Linked DNA regions of Mus musculus: region 1 is linked to region 2. Evidence: chromatin contacts called from public promoter capture Hi-C data. All regions are on one chromosome and are shown on one strand. The core of a region is the stretch at or near the end of the contact, and the rest is flanking DNA. Distances in the headings are between cores, read along the strand shown.

Region 1 (3,120 bases), core at 140-2,639, 1.2 Mb before region 2:
ATAAACACTCACCAATGAATTCTTACCTATCTGGTATGCTTTATGTTCACAGTTCACAGCTCTATGTAACTGCCCAGGGGCCACCACACCAGACAGTGCAGCCTGGGAGAGGCTGACTGGGTAGCACTACAAAGAATACATGGTTACCAAGTGCTGGTCACAGTGTCAGAAGCCACAGGGAGTTCTGACACAGCCTTCATGCATGGGAGTCCTGTGTGCTCTGTAGTGCAGCCTAGGCTATAACAGCTTTGTACCAGATGCTGACTACATAGGACTCCAGGGAACTGGGGATGATGTGCCCAACTTCCAAATAAACGAAGAGTCCCCAGGCAAAGTGGAGGTACCCATGTAATGGTGGGGGCACCCATAAACTCAGGAGTCACCATTTGCCCTGCCTGCCTCAGGCAGTCCCAGTTTGTGCCCATTGCCTTTGCATATGCATTAAAGTACGCCATTCAAGTCCTCAAACTACCCAGTGGCTCTCCTGATGCCCAGAGAGGTTTCAGTCAACAGAGCAGGGCATATGGGCACAGACTGGGCCTAAAACCGGAGTCTGTCACTCAGAGGCCAGGTTAGCTTGGCTGCATGATGCCAGCCAGTCTATAGCAGGCATCGAGTCCTGTCCCTACCTTAGGATGGAGTCAGAGATGGGAGCCAGCACAGCTGTCCCTTTAACATCTCTACCCTTGGGGGCCTGAGAGTGGAGACCTTGCATTTTATTATTTATTTATTTGTTTGTTTATTTATTTAGACGAGGCCTTGCTATTATTTAGCTCTAGCCATCCTAGGGTTGGGGTTGCTGCTTCTTTTTAGGGACTTAAAGTTGAGTCTACCATGTGTTCAGAAAGAGTTTGGAAACCTGGCTCTCTAAAGATAAATGTTAGCTTTACAGAGTGACCCACAGTGCCACGTCAGAGGACATGAAGCTGGCCCTCAGTTCTCCCGGCTATGCTTGCGTGTCTGAGCGCTGGCCAGCTCCACCACACTCCCTCCTTCCCTGCCTCTGGGTTCGCCACTGACCAGGCGGCTTCGCAGGGGCACCGCCTTCTCACGCTCTCTGGAGTACAGGTGAGGGAGCCAGGCCTGGTCACTTCCCCGATGACAGCACCCACCTTTTCCGGAGAGCCTCTGCTCCGACAGACAGACCTGCTGACATCCCTGGTCTAAGTCCAGCGTTCCGCCGTGGGCTTTAGGCCGCGCCCTGCCGGGAGGAGTCGCAATGGAGTTTGAAGGACTTGGCCTCCAGGCTCTGGCTTCTCTCCTCTAGCAAAGGTTGGAGGGGAATGGGGGTGGTGGTGGTGAGAGTTCCTACTAGCACCAGGAAAGGCATTTGCTTAATCACGCGAACTGCGCCGGGCAGGCTCCAGCAAAGAGCCGTAGCCAAGCAACGGGTACAGCTCCGCGCACGCGCCTGTCCAGCCCGCAGAAGTCGACCGCCTAGCTACTCGAGCAGGGTGGCGCACGCGTAGTCGCCCCCGCCGGCAACCAAGAGAACCCAACGGAAAAATGGGGAGGGGGCAAGCGAGAGGGCCCGCTGGGGCTCTGGACTCAGCGGAACTTCTGGCTTTGGTTTTTCAAGACTGATTCTCCCCGGGGATCTGGATTGAAGAATCCTGTCCAGTCAAATCCTAGAACAGGAAGACTGTAGGACAGAACCAGCGTAACCAGGGCGACGTGAAGAGGCGGGGCCCGCGCTCCTGGCTCCGCAAGTGGGTGAGGGCGGGGCCACGGGGGTGGAGCTGTAAGTGACTGACGCAAGAGGGGCGGGCCTATGGGTGGGACGAAGAGATGAGGCGGCAAAAGACTGGAGACGAACGAAAGGCGGAGTCAAAAGGGACACTACGAAAGGCTCTTAAGGGGAATGGGCGGGGCAGCTCCTGGGGGGCGGAACAAAAGGATGAAGCAGTGCAAAACTGGACGGGAGAGGGGGCGGAGCCCAAGGGGGCGTGGTATGATTGACGCGCCGAAGACGTGTACGGAGCGCGGCCAAGAGGGCCGGGCAGGGGGGGCGGGGCAATGGGTGAAGCAGCGAAAGACTGGAAGAAGCAAGAGGAGGGGCAATTAAGGGGCGGGGCGCGCTGACGTCTCCTTCGGACACGTCGGCGGCGGCACCTGGAGCCGGATGTGCCAAGATGGCTGCGGCTGCTGCTGGGAACGCGCTAGTTCCCCCTACTGCCGCCGCCGTCGCCGGCTGGGTTTCAGTTCGCGGCGCCTGAGAAGCCAACCACAGCTCACAGGGTGAGGGCTGAGTGTATGGAGCACGGTGGAGGCCCGAGGGTGGGCGAGGCTGCGGAGGCCAAGCAGGCTCAGTGAGCATCGGGCCTAGCCCGGAGTGGCGAGCGCATTTAAAGAGACACAGTCAGGCCTGGGGAGAACGACAGTACCGGGCCGCCTGGTGCTGAGACACCGGACAGGTTACGGGCCGTGTCGCCTTGGTGGGTTGTCTAAGGGGCTCGTGGTTTCCCAGACCTGACGGGAGACAGATACCTGGTCAGGGCTTCGGGAACTGGTTGGCCGCTGGGGAAGGTGTGTTAACATGGCCAGACTGTGACACCTCCGAGGAAGCCCGCAACTCATTTAAAACGAAGAAAGTGCAGGAAATTGCCAAGCTTGACTTTTGCTGGGTTCTGAAGATATTTGATTCTCGTTGGCTCGAAGACTTCCTCAGAAGTTGATGATCATGGGACACATTTTCATTTGAAACAGGGAGTAGCAGCGTTTATTTGTAATCTCTTGGCCGGCGGAGCAGGATGTCGCAAGGGAGGTCGTGATTTGTTTTTTACCAAGGTGTAGAAAAATGTCGGCTTGGCTGTGGAGCGTCCTGTAGATAACTCTGGCTGTTGTGCTTACACAGGTTTTTAAATGGCATGTAGGATGGTCGCGCACTGAAGGAAAGATTTCCTTTCAAAAGTGTTGACTAGAGGCGTTTTCCATTCTGAGTTTGGCAGTAAGAAACAGCAGACTCACAGATTACTGTTCCTTCAGGTCCTTTTGCAAGGTGCAGCACAGTGCAGCTTCCTTACACGTTGTCCACGTTCCCTTCCTAGGGTTTCAGTGCTCATGTCTTGCAGATTTTGGTATCCCGTCTTGCTTTTATAAGCAAACATGAATGTCCATGTT
Region 2 (2,822 bases), core at 268-2,767:
GTGGGAAAGTCCGTGAAACTGCAATCGGGGGCTGGTGTGATGGCTCAGTGGTTAAGAGCACCGACTGCTCTTCTGAAGGTCCTGAGTTCAAATCCCAGCAACCGCATGGTGGCTCACATCCATCCGTAACAAAATCTGATGCCCTCTTCTGGAGTGTCTGAAGACAGCTACAGTGTACTTACATATAATAAATAAATAAATCTTTAAAAAAAAAAAAAAAAAAAAAAAAAAAAAAAAAAAAAAAAAAAAAAAAAAACTGCAATCGGTTGAGCCAGGAAATCAAGCAATGCCTTGAGACCAGAATTTTTTCTCAGATGGCAGATACCCACACAGGGCCCTATTCATGCCCTTTCTCAACAGTCTGCTTTCTCTTTGTCTTTGTGAGGTGGAATGAACAAAAGGCTAGTCTTTGGCAGAAAAGAGGAAAAGGGATGCCAGCCCTCTTTATCAATCGTATAAGTCTGCCCTGGACAGATGAAGGGACATGCTCTGAGGTCAGTGCTGCTGAGTGAACAAGCTGATTTATAAAGGGGGCACATCACCATGGGAAATACTCAGAGCCCAGCAGGATATTTTACTTATATGCAGTCTCCAAATGCTGGAAAAGTTCAGTATTGACTGGCAATTCAGAGCATGAATAACTGGAAATAAGTTTTAATAAACAAGACTTCACTTTTAAGCTTTGCTCGAGGAAACGATCTTATATATAAAGAAAACTGGACAGTAAACTGGGCACAAGCAAACACTGATTTCTGACCAAAGCTCCACCAGTGTGGCACCAAGTTGGGTCAGGACCGGGAGGTCCAGAACTCCAGCTGCGCAGTGCTCCATTTCCAGCCACTGCAAGAGGCTAGTTGACGCGACAAGCCCGGATCATGAGCAGCTGCAGGAGAATGAAGACCGGAGACGTGATCAGGCCGAACCAGAGCTCTCGAGTCTGCTCCACTAGCTTCTGGCACAGCAACATCTCAAAGACAAACTTGAGGCTAAGGACGGTGAGAACCCAGAAGAGGCGCAGCACAGCCAGTCGCTTCTCCCCATCTTGGAAGAGTCGAACGGAAACGATGGTGGTGAAGTAGGTACTGAGCCCGTCGGCGGCGAAAAAGGGCACAAAGACGTTCCACCAGGAGAGGCCCGGAGTCAAGCCATCCACTCGCAGTGCCAACAGTACGGAGAACACCAACAGGGCCAGCAGGTGCACGAATATCTCAAAGGTGGCGAAGCCCAGCCACTGCACCAGCTCCCGCAGCGAGAATAACATCGCGCCTGCTTAACACCGGCCACCGGTGCCCCGCACCGGGCTGTGACGTCTCCGACCGCAGACCTGGCGACCGCCTGCTGCCGCCGCTGCACACGGGAGGCAGCAAGCAGCCCAACCTGGCCTGGACGCCGGCCCTGGGGCTCTGCGACCCTGAGGACCCCAACCCCGGACCCGGAACCGGAGGCTAGCAGAAGCCCGTGGTGTCCAGATGCTATCCCCGCCCCTCCCCCCGCTGGCGCAGTTGAAACGCGTCATTTCCTGTTGACAGCGGAAGGGGGAAGTTGGTGAGGTGTGCGGTTCTGGCCGGCGTGTGCAGTAATGCAGGTTCCACAGCTCCTGGTGCTTTTCGGCAGCCAGACTGGTACAGCCCAGGACGAGGCGGAGAGGCTGGGCCGTGAGGCCCGGCGCCGGCGGCTAGGTTGCCGCGTGCAGGCTTTGGACTCTTACTCCGTGGTGAGGCTCGGGCGCTACGGCGGAGACCCTCCACCGGACTTCGCGCCCTCGGATGGAGGACGTTTGAGTGAGGCCCTTTGGGCCCAAGCGGATTCAGGGGAAAGGGAGGCACTAGGTTGAGGCCTGAGAAAGTAAAGCCTGGTAGCCAGTGGGAATAAGTGTCCAAACACTTTTACTCTGTTCCCCTAGGTGAAGGTGGTGGTGGGATGCGGTGCAGGGAGGGCACTGATCAAGGCTGCCAGAGACCTTACATCTACTTGTGTCTTGTCCTCGAGGCGAATCTCATTAGGGAGCCCCTGGTGATATTTGTTTGTGCGACCACAGGCCAAGGAGACCCTCCTGACAACATGAAGGTAAGGTTGGCCTAATGTGTACCCTCATCCTGTTTTCATTGCTGTATAAGAGTCCCAGCGTGCACAGAAATAGCTTCCCTTCAACGCGTGTTGAGTATGAGAGGTGCCTTTGAGAGAGATTCTTTTTGTAGATCCGAGGAGAGAAATAGCTCTTAAAACCACACCTGGTGCTAGGGAAAGTGCCAGATGTTCAGAGAGTAAAGGGGGTCCTGAAATCGTACACAACTCTTGGGAAGGAAGGAGCACACCTTTAATTCTAGCTCTTGGGAGGCAGGAGCAGATGGAGCTGGCCAGGGCTACATAGAACCTGTCTCTAAAATAAATTAATAAAAGGAGGGGCAGATGGTGGTGAGAAGCAACCTGTGTAAAGGGCAGAAAGTTGAGGATTCCCCAGCCATGAACTGTGCTGACAGAAAAGGGGTAGGAAGAAAGGTTCATTCAAAAATCCTGGATAGCTACAGTGAAATGTCCTATTAAGATGAAAGCTATAGGGACTATGGAATTGACACAGTGATGCTGTCAGTGTAGCAAGACCACCACCTATCTGAACATGGCAAGAATAATGCTAGGCAATAAATATATCCCCGTAAGCAGGAGGTGCACACGTGCCTTGAGCTGGGTGGTGGCCCAAGGCTGAATAAATCAGGCATATTCCAGAGAGCCCAAAAGGTAGACTCAGCAGGGTGTGTAATCAGAGGGATATAAAAGATGAGGGCAGAATCACAGCACAAGAACCCAAAGTAAAGCCGGGGGAG

What was found. Promoter capture Hi-C pulls out the DNA fragments that hold promoters and counts their contacts.
Region 1: a contact with region 2 is called in a promoter capture Hi-C map of erythroid cells, with 6 times the contacts expected there. The contact joins the promoter of 0610009E02Rik here to the promoter of Ndor1 in region 2. A contact is called at or near these places in 2 of 39 promoter capture datasets (erythroid cells and hippocampal neurons), 1 of 484 Hi-C or Micro-C datasets (myocytes) and 1 of 115 datasets of contacts at active chromatin or transcription factors (pancreatic cancer cells).

Annotation. Positions count from the first base shown.
Region 1 is chr2:26,444,193-26,447,312 of GRCm38.p6, reverse strand. 0610009E02Rik (RIKEN cDNA 0610009E02 gene) reads right to left here and starts at 1,389. Exons shown (of 3, transcript NR_152209.1): 1 at 1,113-1,389. It overlaps Sec16a (SEC16 homolog A, endoplasmic reticulum export factor), which reads left to right and starts at 2,097. Exons shown (of 30, transcript NM_153125.2): 1 at 2,097-2,238.
Region 2 is chr2:25,254,109-25,256,930 of GRCm38.p6, reverse strand. It overlaps Ndor1 (NADPH dependent diflavin oxidoreductase 1), which reads left to right and starts at 1,517. Exons shown (of 14, transcript NM_001082476.2): 1 at 1,517-1,714; 2 at 1,990-2,067. The coding sequence starts at 1,580. It overlaps Tmem203 (transmembrane protein 203), which reads right to left and starts at 1,492. Exons shown (of 1, transcript NM_177344.3): 1 at 579-1,492. The coding sequence starts at 1,261. The coding sequence ends at 851.